Linked DNA regions of Drosophila melanogaster: region 2 is linked to region 1. A link is a contact called in public Hi-C data. All regions are on one chromosome and are shown on one strand. The core of a region is the stretch at or near the end of the contact, and the rest is flanking DNA. Distances in the headings are between cores, read along the strand shown.

The links. A called contact is a pair of places that touch in the nucleus more often than the background predicts.
Region 2: a contact with region 1 is called in a Hi-C map of the Kc167 cell line, with 3 times the contacts expected there. The contact joins the promoter of Ccz1 here to the promoter of enc in region 1. A contact is called at or near these places in 1 of 1 datasets of contacts at CTCF or cohesin (the Kc167 cell line), 25 of 107 Hi-C or Micro-C datasets (the Clone 8 cell line, the D17-c3 cell line, the Kc167 cell line and 8 more) and 5 of 6 datasets of contacts at active chromatin or transcription factors (the Kc167 cell line and the S2 cell line).

What each region holds. Positions count from the first base shown.
Region 1 is chr3L:3,816,445-3,822,620 of dm6, reverse strand. enc (encore) reads right to left here and starts at 3,942. Exons shown (of 12, transcript NM_206270.2): 1 at 3,701-3,942. It overlaps Scsalpha1 (Succinyl-coenzyme A synthetase alpha subunit 1), which reads right to left. Exons shown (of 4, transcript NM_079181.4): 2 at 5,541-5,989; 3 at 4,900-5,184; 4 at 4,238-4,837. The coding sequence ends at 4,622.
Region 2 is chr3L:3,897,703-3,904,120 of dm6, reverse strand. Ccz1 (Caffeine, calcium, zinc sensitivity 1) reads left to right here and starts at 4,965. Exons shown (of 4, transcript NM_139578.3): 1 at 4,965-5,106; 2 at 5,162-5,259; 3 at 5,324-6,117; 4 at 6,181-6,418. The coding sequence starts at 5,023. Ubi-p63E (Ubiquitin-63E) reads left to right here and starts at 937. Exons shown (of 2, transcript NM_168043.3): 1 at 937-1,117; 2 at 2,351-4,690. The coding sequence starts at 2,362. The coding sequence ends at 4,653. Sc2 reads right to left here and starts at 629. Exons shown (of 4, transcript NM_139579.3): 1 at 210-629; 2 at 1-52. The coding sequence starts at 580.

The DNA.
Region 1 (6,176 bases), core at 2,693-5,192:
TTCCTGCTGGAAATTCAATTTAAATTCTATAATACCTGCATTCCCCCCGGTGACTAAAGGTTACCAGAATTATCACAGTTAGTAACAGGAAATTAAGGCATTGGTAGTGAAATGAAAGGGCAGTGCTTGCAACAGGAACATTGAAAGTATATTTAATTGAATAAAAGCGGTCGCGATATAAATGATATACTTGATTTACAATTAAACTTCACTTCTGAGTATTTAGCTAACAGCTTAAAGTAAACCCCATTTAATAGTTTCAAAATCAACCAAGAGATGTTTCCATAATCCTTAGTCTTATTTCTTAAGTTAGTCAGATGTTTATCGCACTACACAAAATGAAGGTTGAGCAGAGAGGTGGCCATTATGGCCTTTTCTTACGATCCTTCTGGGAAATATTAAGCAAGCAAATCTAATCTAATTAGCCGGCAAATGCCAAAGCAAAGTCAACTCTTGCCCTGGTGAATCCATCCACTTTGGACCCCCTTAACCCACCGGTGACCCCCTGTCACCTGCTTAACACCTCGACGGCTGTACGACGTCCCCCGCCTCGTTTTACGGCGCAATTAAAATGCTAAATGCTTTACGACATCGCCCAGAGGGGGTCCTTTAATTAATTTGCCTGTGACAATGACTGGGCCATGCCATGTCTCGTGTCCTGACGGCCATGAAAGGTGTTAACAACAAACGCCTGGCCAAGAAAGCTGGTGGAAGGCGGGCAAGGCTACCATCGCCTCCACTCACTTGACCCAGACAGACAGATGGAAGAGGCCAGCCAAAGAAGTCTTCATTCAAGCGCGCCCCCAACCAAAAAGGCTCTTGCTAAAACCCTGATTATGACAGATTTTATTCGGCGATATGACGACTAACATTTCCATTTAGTTCCAATAGTAATTATACTGGTAACGTAAACAATTTTACACATCTAAATGTCTACTATCAAGCAGCTAAATATCTTAAAATCTTTAAACTTTTGTCAGCTATCGTTTCTGCTTTGGTTTTTTCGTGACAGACGGCCAAAACTTTTAAGGCCACGTTAAGCAGCCATTGAGTTCTGCGGCAGAGCGCAGAAAAAGCCGAGCTAAGCACAGCTGGCGAACAGAGAATCCTGACTAGCAGATGTCCTGTAAACGGCTAAATGGTGCTCATAGCTTAAGGGAAAATATTAATAGGAGTAGGAGAAGAGAGCTAGACTTTCAGTCTCCTCAATCATTCATTCATTTGGCATATGAGACATGCCCGTTGCATACGAAAAGGGGCACCTGGGAGCCGACATTTGGGGCCATTTGATTGTTGTCTTCGGCTTTCCCCGCGCTCAGGCCATCTGCGGGAATTATGAAATATGCAAAAAGCATCTGCACGGACCTAAAGCCACCACCCAGTCACCTCCTTCGCTTCTACGGGAATAGAATTTGCTTGGCATCGCAACTTTGTCTGCGGAATCTACAGAGGACAGCGGTGGGGCAGGTGTGTGGAACTGATGGGGCTCTTTGAGCCAAATCAAAATCAAAAACAAAACTGGCGTAACCGATGTGATGTGTCTGCTCTTATCACAGGCGATTATTCATAAGCAGCAGACTAAATAAAGTACAGCGCATCTTCGTTGACAAGTAATCAGCCAAATATTAATTATTCCCAGTGTATATATATAAAAAAAATAATTTTTTTAATTTTACCTTCAAAACATAAAACGCTTGTGGGCACGAGTATATTTATTTTTCCTGATTTATTCAAGGCATCAGATGAGCTCTTTGGAAAGGTAGAAAACAACCAATGTTTTTCAATATTCAATTATGTGGACTATAAAAATTTTGCTTTAAATTACAAGTTACATTTTTTTTAACTCAATAAAAATTCTACTAACAGGAGTTTGCCTGCTGAAATATCGAAATGCGAAATCAAAAGATGTACGCCTGCCAGAATGTGTTTCAAAAAATGCAAATAAAATGCCATCCGATATAGAAAGTGGCATGAGCGAAGGCAATAAATTAATTTACACAAATTCTCGACATTCTCGCATGAAAAATGCTTCGGTTTCGCGAGTTTTTGCAGTAAGACTTGTGTTCAATCTTTTTTTGTTTGTGTAATGAGTGCGAAACGGAAGGCCGAAGCGAATCCGAGCGCATCACAATCGACTAACTAAGTAGCAGCAGCCACTAAGGAAACAACTACAACATTGTGTGACAACGACGACATTTCGTTTAGAGCATCAGCAAAGATACATCATCCTCATCACGGCATCATCGACCGAAAATCGGTCATCATCGGTGGAATCATTAGATGCGAGTATCCAAATAAAACAATAAACAGACGAAAACAAAACAGCGACGTTTTTAGTATAAATTGTATTATAAAGTACAGTGGACACTTGCATTGAAAGACCAATGAGTCCAGATATTCAAAACCCAAACTTTCCTAAACTCACACTTTTTGATAGAAGCTACAATCACTAATAAGATAAAATCTTCACTTTCACTCAAGAAAATTTGTGTGGATTTAACAAAAATAAGAACTATTTTTTGCGTGTTTCGGTGTTTGGGAGAGCGAATAAACAAAAAACTGACGACATTATTGCGACGCCAGCGATGTAAGAGAATTGGAGACAAATGTGAGAAAGGCCCAGGGAAGTGGAGGGAGGGGGGATATAGCCGGGCTGGTCGGATAATTCGCAAAATAGATTTTCAATAAAACCCACTCGAAAACGCCGACAATGGCGGACGCAGGCCAAAGAGCCATTTCGAATCTATTTTAAACACAAACAAAAGCATTCTCTATAAATCGAGCAAACGCGAAGAGGAAGAAAACTTACAAAAATGTTTGCAAGAATGCGATATGTCACCAGAAGTTGAGGGTTCCTAGCGAACTGGAACGCACATTTTTCGGCGTTTTGTAATCGATCTGCAGCAGCAGCAACAGTTTTCAAAACTATTTATCCTAAAGCTTATACACAAAAATCTACATAATATATAGATAGGACGCATCCTTAAGTGGTTTTTCATATCCGAAGTAATAATGACGTGCTGTTTGTAAAATATATTTTACATTTACATTACTTTTAACTCAACCTGATATTTCGGATCAACATTTTAAAAACTTAAAACTAAAGAATAATAAAGAATAATACTTCTAGCTATATTTCTCGTTTCATAATAATATTTTTTTAAAGTAGGATATTGAATATATATTATATTAAAAGTACGGAAGCATTGGCATAATATTAAATCGAAGAATTATGTGAGCAATTAAGCTACCAATCTGCTACCAACAATCCCATAATTTATTATTTTCAATGCAGCACTATGTATTGCGAGCGTCAAGGCCATGAACTCCTGGTATTAGCCATGCTACAACTTTTTTTCAATAAAGTTCCTCGGCGAACGAAAATTCCAACTAACAACTCCAATTAGACATACCCGGAATCAGATAACGGGGCCTTCCCGGCAGCCCTACTAAAAGGCATGCACTACTCCGTCACATACATACATACATGCGAGGTGATAAATTTGTATGTGCACATGTGTGTGTGTGCGTATGTAGTGCACTTTAAAATGCAACCGCAACCGGCGGCTGCAAAAACCGAAAATGTTGCAATAGTAATAATAAGCGCACTAATATTATTATGTTCACATCATTTCCAACACGCTTTGCGAGAAAAGGGACAGTGCTAACGAAATTTAGGGACATTTTCTTAGAAACTCACCATTTTCAGTTCTGCTGCCCATGGCGAGTCGTTGTTGTTGCTTTTCCTTTGGTTGCTCTCCCTTTTGATTATCTGCGATTTTCACACTTTTCCGGGGTGGCGAACAATATGCGAATCGGCACTATAGCTTCTGACGTTTTTCGCGGTGTTTTCCAAGTTTGTTTAGGCCTTTGTGGCACGCATTTTCAATCGCGGCCCTAAAACATATATATGTTTATTAGAGCTGGCACAAAAAGCGATGGCAGTTCGATATTAATGTTGCCAGATATTTCACGAGTTAATCGAAACTTCCGCTCTATCGATGTGTGCTCTTGATGTTTGCAAGTCGATCCCATTAAATATCGAAAGTAGAAAACTACATTTTTTTAAATTTCCTTAAATCTTTTTTTAATATGGTAAGCATTGCTTTTCATAAATTATTGTTTTGTTAATTCTTCTCCAAAGAATTTTAGTTTAGATTAAATAAATTGACCTGAAAATTCATATTTTCAAAGGATATGGCTTGTATAGCTAAAACCACGAAAATTCACCACATCTATCCTGTTTTTATGCATATTTATTACACATTCAGATACAATTCGCATTGATAATTCGAGCAGGCATTTAAAATTAAGGCAAAAATCTGTTCGCAACACAAACAATGAGCCGAGTGCAATAACAATTAGAAATCTTGGTTTTGGTGCGAGTTATTTTAGTTCAACTTGGTGGTACGGCAGTAGTTAACTTAATTCTTGGAATACATGTCACAATTCAACGCCTCTCGTTTCTCTCTAGTAATTTTTCACAATAATTTATTTGGGTTCGCTCGAATGCAATTTCGATTTTCGACACTTTTAGCTTAACGTTAGGTTCATCATCATGAGTTTGCGTATACGCTTTGATCGGCGTACGGATTCCGGTTTGGTTATGGCCTTTAATTATTTACACTAACTCCAGACGCTTCATCTCCTTGAAGAGCTCGTGGCCCATTTTGGCAGGACTCCTGGTCACAATGACGCCGGCCTTCTCCAGGGCGGCGATCTTGTCGTTGGCACCTCCCTTTCCTCCGGAAATGATGGCTCCAGCGTGACCCATGCGACGGCCGGGTGGCGCCGACACTCCGGCAATGAACGAGACGACAGGCTTGGCCTTGATGCCCTGCAATAGGATACAAAAACATTTAGCAATGAAATACATTGATCCGTGATGGCTTCTCATACCGAATTGTACTCGGTCAGGTAGTCGGCAGCCTTCTCCTCGGCAACGCCTCCGATCTCGCCGATCAGGATGATGCCCTTGGTCTCGGGATCCTTGAGGAAGACCTCCAGGCAGTCGATGAAGTCGGTTCCGTTGAACGGATCGCCTCCAATGCCCACGCACAGGGTCTGGCCCAGACCCACCTCCGTGGTCTGGTGCACGGCCTCGTAGGTCAAGGTTCCCGAGCGCGAGACCACGCCGATCTTGCCGCGCTTGTGAATGTGACCCGGCATGATGCCGATCTTGCACTGCAATCAGAAAAAACATAGTTTAAGATTATACAATTGACTTAACTGAAAGTGGAGTGAAGTGGGTAATCACTAAGTTTTGTGACGCATAGAAAGATAAGCGTTATAAATGGTAATAAAAAACGTATCGTCCGCAAATTCCACCAACTTCAGGTGCAAAGTTCAATGCCCAAATTTAAGGGTGTGTCAATGGAGGCCTGTTTATACATTAACAATAAGCAAATTGAAAACGGAATAGTAAACAGATATATGTAGTTCAAAGCGAGCGTCATACCAAGAGATAAGAAAACCACCAGATGAACGTGGACTTTGCCCTCTGGCCAAGCTTATCTCTCAAGCGCTGGAGATGTACGAACCTGTTCGGGGGCGATGATTCCCGGGCAGTTGGGACCCACCAATCGCGACTTGCTCTGGCTGATGAGGGCGTGCTTCACCTTCACCATGTCGTGCTGCGGCACACCCTCCGTAATGCAAACGATCAGGGGGATCTCCGCTTCCAGAGCCTCGATGATGGCGGCCGCAGCGCCCGGTGGTGGCACATAGATGACGGTGGCATGTGGATCGGTGGCCTTCTTGGCCTCCGCCACCGAAGCGAAGACGGGCAGTCCCAGATGCTGGGTGCCTCCCTTCTTGGGGGAAATGCCGCCGACCAACTTGGTGCCGTACTCCAGAGCCTGTTGGCTGTGGAACGTGCCCTGTTTGCCGGTGAATCCCTGGCAGATCACCCGCGAATCGCCGTTCAGCTTCAAGTTGCCGCGCGTCTTGTTGTACTGCGAATTGCAGCGCACTCCGGCCACGAAGCCATCTGAAAAATGTAAGAATGAATCATTTTAGGACTAAAGTTGGAAATTTAGTATTTTGGATATTAATAAACCAGCCTGCAAGTGTAAACTTACATAGTTACATGATAATTTCATTTGCGTAACGTTCGAGAAAGGTTTATTATTTATTAAATTCCTATATTTCTTGCCCATTTTCCAAGTACACATAAT
Region 2 (6,418 bases), core at 3,716-6,215, 80 kb before region 1:
CGTCTCCAGCAGACGCTTCACATAGTGGACCGTATAGCAGCCGGCGGCAATGCTGGGGCAAAAGAGAAAAGAAAGCGGGTTACTGGGTGAACCACCATCCAAAGTTCGGGGATAATTATGCAGAGCCGTTGCGTTTTAGTTTGCATAAGCGACGAGGTCGATTAGGTCGACAATCGAAAGACTTCAGAGACTACTTTCTACAAACTCACTGGGTGGTTAGGGAAATCGGCAGACTGGCAGCTTTGCCGTACACCAACTCCGGTCGGAAGTAGAAAATCAAGTATACAATCAGTGGGCCGGCGTACTCGGCCAGGAAAACGGTCTTCCAGCCAATCTGGGGACCCAGATCCTTCACATAGATCTTGTCGCCGGAACGCAGCGACAGGGATTCCAATGTGTCCGTATCCTTTAGGCTTTTGCCCTTCAGTTCCAGACGAAGCGACTGGCGATTCGCGTGTGGGGTCTGCTTCAGGGTCTTGTGAATTAGGGCGCGCAGATCGCCGATGGGCGTGGCGCCGGAGGGCACCTTCACCTTGCCGTACGGCTTGCTGTTCTTCGCGTTCAAAATCTCCAGCTCCATTTTGCTTTCGGTGCGCTTGCAATCAGTACTGTCCAAAATCGAAAATCGCCGAACCGTAGTGTGACCGTGCGGGGCTCTGCGAAAATAAACTTTTTTAGGTATATGGCCACACACGGGGAAAGCACAGTGGATTATATGTATTAATATATTATCCAGGTTTTCATTACTTATCCAGATGTAAGCCCACTTAAAGCGATTTAACAATTATTTGCCGAAAGAGTATAAACAAATTTTACTTAAAAATGGATTAAGAAAAGCTTGTGTAAGATTATGCGCAGCGTTGCCAGATAGCTCCATTTAAAACACTTCAAAAACAATAAGTTTTGAAAATATATACATAAATAGCAGTCGTTGCCGCAACGCTCAACACATCACACTTTTAAAACACCCTTTACCTACACAGAATTACTTTTTAAATTTCCAGTCAAGCTGCGAGTTTCAAAATTATAGCCGGTAGAGAAGACAGTGCTATTTCAAAAGCAAACTAACAAGGGTCTTAAATTCCAAAACACCAATCCTAACAAGCCTTGGACTTTTGTAAGTTTAGATCAAAGGTGGCATTGCATTCAATGTCATGGTAAGAAGTAGGTCGTCTAGGTAGAAATCCTCATTCAGCCGGTCAAGTCAGTACGAGAAAGGTCTCAATTTGAAATTGTCTTAAAAATATTTTATTGTTTTGTACTGTGGTGAGTTTAAACGAAAAACACAAAAAAAAAGTGATACATAGAAATCATAAAAAATTTTAATACAAGGTATTCGTACGTATCAAAAACATTTCGGCACAATTTTTTTTCTCTGTACTAAAGTGTTACGAACACTACGGTATTTTTTAGTGATTTTCAACGGACACCGAAGGTATATAAACAGCGTTCGCGAACGGTCGCCTTCAAAACCAATTGACATTTGCAGCAGCAAGTACAAGCAGAAAGTAAAGCGCAATCAGCGAAAAATTTATACTTAATTGTTGGTGATTAAAGTACAATTAAAAGAACATTCTCGAAAGTCACAAGAAACGTAAGTTTTTAACTCGCTGTTACCAATTAGTAATAAGAGCAACAAGACGTTGAGTAATTTCAAGAAAAACTGCATTTCAAGGTCTTTGTTCGGCCATTTTTTTTTATTCAACGCTCTACGTAATTACAAAATAAGAAATTGGCAGCCACGCATCTCGTTTTCCCAATGAATTGGCATCAAAACGCAAACAAATCTATAAATAAAACTTACGTGTTGATTTTCGCCAAGATTTATTGGCAAATTGTGAAATTCGCAGTGACGTATTTGAAAATTCGAGAAATCACATACGCACTCGAGCATTTGTGTGCATGTTATTAGTTAGTTGTTTAGTTAATTGAAGTATTTTACCAACGAAATCCACTTATTTTTAGCTGAAATAGAGTAGGTTGCTTAAACAAAGCCACGTCTGAAAATTTCTTATTGCTTGTAGTTGTGACGTCACCATATACACACAAAATAATGTGTATGCATGCATTTCAGCTGTGTATACATACATGCACACACTCGCAACACGAAAACGATGACGAAGCAACGGAACAAAGGTTTCTCAACTACCCTTTGTTCCCTGTTTCTTCGCTTTCCTTTGTTCCAATATTCGTAGAGGGTTAATAGGGGTTTCTCAACAAAGTTGGCGTCGATAAATAAGTTTCCCATTTTTATTCCCCAGCCAGAAAGTTAGTTTCAATAGTTTTGTAATTTCAACGAAACTCGTCTGATTTCGTACTAATTTTCCACATCTCTATTTTCTTCCCGCAGAATAATCCAAAATGCAGATCTTTGTGAAGACTTTGACCGGAAAGACCATCACCCTCGAGGTAGAGCCCTCGGACACCATTGAGAATGTTAAGGCTAAGATCCAAGACAAGGAAGGAATTCCCCCAGATCAGCAGCGTCTGATCTTCGCCGGCAAGCAACTGGAAGACGGACGCACCCTGTCCGATTACAACATTCAGAAGGAGTCCACCCTTCACTTGGTCCTTCGTCTCCGTGGTGGTATGCAGATCTTCGTGAAGACTTTGACCGGAAAGACCATCACCCTCGAGGTAGAGCCATCGGACACCATTGAGAATGTGAAGGCCAAGATTCAGGATAAGGAGGGAATCCCCCCAGATCAGCAGCGTCTGATCTTCGCTGGCAAGCAGCTTGAGGATGGACGCACCCTGTCCGATTACAACATCCAGAAGGAGTCCACCCTTCACTTGGTCCTTCGTCTCCGTGGTGGTATGCAGATCTTCGTGAAGACTTTGACCGGAAAGACCATCACCCTCGAGGTAGAGCCATCGGACACAATTGAGAATGTTAAGGCTAAGATCCAAGACAAGGAGGGAATTCCCCCAGATCAGCAGCGTCTGATCTTCGCCGGCAAGCAGCTTGAGGATGGACGCACCCTGTCCGATTACAACATCCAGAAGGAGTCCACCCTTCACTTGGTCCTTCGTCTCCGTGGTGGTATGCAGATCTTCGTGAAGACTTTGACCGGAAAGACCATCACCCTCGAGGTAGAGCCTTCGGACACCATTGAGAATGTTAAGGCTAAGATCCAAGACAAGGAGGGAATTCCCCCAGATCAGCAGCGTCTGATCTTCGCTGGCAAGCAGCTTGAGGATGGACGCACCCTGTCCGATTACAACATTCAGAAGGAGTCCACCCTTCACTTGGTCCTTCGTCTTCGTGGTGGTATGCAGATCTTCGTGAAGACTTTGACCGGAAAGACCATCACCCTCGAGGTAGAGCCATCGGACACAATTGAGAATGTTAAGGCTAAGATCCAAGACAAGGAGGGAATTCCCCCAGATCAGCAGCGTCTGATCTTCGCCGGCAAGCAGCTTGAGGATGGACGCACCCTGTCCGATTACAACATCCAGAAGGAGTCCACCCTTCACTTGGTCCTTCGTCTCCGTGGTGGTATGCAGATCTTCGTGAAGACTTTGACCGGAAAGACCATCACCCTCGAGGTAGAGCCATCGGACACCATTGAGAATGTGAAGGCCAAGATTCAGGATAAGGAGGGAATCCCCCCAGATCAGCAGCGTCTGATCTTCGCCGGCAAGCAGCTTGAGGATGGACGCACCCTGTCCGATTACAACATCCAGAAGGAGTCCACCCTTCACTTGGTCCTTCGTCTCCGTGGTGGTATGCAGATCTTCGTGAAGACTTTGACCGGAAAGACCATCACCCTCGAGGTAGAGCCTTCGGACACCATTGAGAATGTTAAGGCTAAGATCCAAGACAAGGAGGGAATTCCCCCAGATCAGCAGCGTCTGATCTTCGCCGGCAAGCAGCTTGAGGATGGACGCACCCTGTCCGATTACAACATCCAGAAGGAGTCCACCCTTCACTTGGTCCTTCGTCTTCGTGGTGGTATGCAGATCTTCGTGAAGACTTTGACCGGAAAGACCATCACCCTCGAGGTAGAGCCATCGGACACAATTGAGAATGTTAAGGCTAAGATCCAAGACAAGGAGGGAATTCCCCCAGATCAGCAGCGTCTGATCTTCGCCGGCAAGCAGCTTGAGGATGGACGCACCCTGTCCGATTACAACATCCAGAAGGAGTCCACCCTTCACTTGGTCCTTCGTCTCCGTGGTGGTATGCAGATCTTCGTGAAGACTTTGACCGGAAAGACCATCACCCTCGAGGTAGAGCCTTCGGACACCATTGAGAATGTTAAGGCTAAGATCCAAGACAAGGAGGGAATTCCCCCAGATCAGCAGCGTCTGATCTTCGCCGGCAAGCAGCTTGAGGATGGACGCACCCTGTCCGATTACAACATCCAGAAGGAGTCCACCCTTCACTTGGTCCTTCGTCTCCGTGGTGGTATGCAGATCTTCGTGAAGACTTTGACCGGAAAGACCATCACCCTCGAGGTAGAGCCCTCGGACACCATTGAGAATGTTAAGGCTAAGATCCAAGACAAGGAGGGAATTCCCCCAGATCAGCAGCGTCTGATCTTCGCCGGCAAGCAGCTTGAGGATGGACGCACCCTGTCCGATTACAACATCCAGAAGGAATCGACCCTTCACTTGGTGCTCCGTCTCCGTGGAGGAATCCAGGCTTAAACTAAATACATTTCCAAATAAACACAATTTAGCACGCACTTCACTCTAAATAAATATGAGGAGATTATGGATGGCCACTTTCCTTTCTGCATTGTCAAAAGGGAAGACATCAGAAAAATTCTAAATTTCAGTAAACGCCATGACATAAATTTTATTAAATCTATTAAATTCCAAAATAAATGAAAAAGCTTTAAATTCGCTTATTAATTGTGTGGTATTTTTTTTAATTTGGTACTGGAAACGTTTGGTATATACTAGCACACTACATTTGGTAAAATGTAACCCTGGTTGGCAAACACGGACGCGTTAGTACCTTTTCATTATTTACCTTTGGCCAAAATAAATACTTTTAATTCTGTGCGGAAAGAAATGGCTAAATTATTGCAACGCGTAGAAATTACGTTACGCAGCTTTTACATTTTTAACTCGACTTTTGGCCAAGTTGAAGGCGAGGTTGGCAAATCAATTTTAAGGCTAAGAAACGCCCCTAATGAGTAATTTTTTTCAGGAACACAAGAAGGTTTTGTTTTACCATCCAAATGACATTGAATTAAATACGAAAATCAAAGATGTGGGACTAAGTGAGGCCATCATAAGGTTCACTGGGTATTTATGGAACTTTTTACATAGAGGGAAGTGGGTAATAATACAGAGTTTGCTGTACTTGCAGAACTTTTACATCTGAAGATGATTGCCAGGCCTTGCATACCCAGAAAACCACACAACTCTTCTACCAACCCGAGCCAGGGTATTGGTTAGTACTGGTCCTGAATGTTCCCAAGGAGGTGCGCTTAAAGGAGGGCGTGGAGGTGGCCGATTATCGGGGTGCCGAGATCTCCGACAGGATTTATAGAGCAATACTTAGACAATGCTATCAAATGTTTCGCTTTCAAAACGGATGTTTCTCCTCCTGCGGAAGTGAAGAACCTAATCCGGATAAGCGTAGGGAACTGCTCTGCCAGAAGCTACTCCAGTTCTATGATCAGCATCTGACCAACCTGAGGGATCCCGCGCAATGTGATATCATCGATATGCTGCATTCCATTCAGTATCTGCCATTGGATAAAACGCTCTTCTTGCGGGCCCAAAACTTTGGCACCCTGTGCGAGACCTTCCCCGACATCAAGGAGAGCATAATGCTCTACCAGGAGCAGGTCCTTTGTGGCGGAAAACTTAGCCCGGAGGATCTGCACTGCGTGCACTCGTATGTCGTGCAACACGTGCTGAAAGTCGAGGCCAGCAGTTCCACCATTGCAGTTTCTCCTTCACTAAAGCGAAGCATAAGTGAATGCCAGGTGGGCGGATTCGTAAGAAGTCGTCAGAAGGTCGCAGGAGATGAACATGACGCTGTGAATGAGGAAGATCATCCAATGAAGGTCTATGTGACACTGGACAAGGAGGCCAAACCCTACTACTTGCTCATCTACCGCGCTTTGCACATAACTCTGTGTCTGTTTCTGAATGGTATGTTAAGGATTAGAACTAAATAGCCAAAATAATCAACTTGAAACATTCCACATTTGTCAGCTGACCAGGTTGCGCCGAAACAAGATCTCTACGACGATCTCCATGCCTACATGGCTCCCCAACTGACTTCGTTGGCCCGGGACATATCCAGCGAGTTGACAAAGGAGGCGGTGGGTGCTGCAGGCCAGGACAACTCCAGCGGGAACAGCGAAACGGCGCCGAAGTACTTGTTCATTAACGAACAAAGCCTGCAGCACCACACGAACTTTCAGAGGCACCTGCCCCAAGGGCTGCCCCG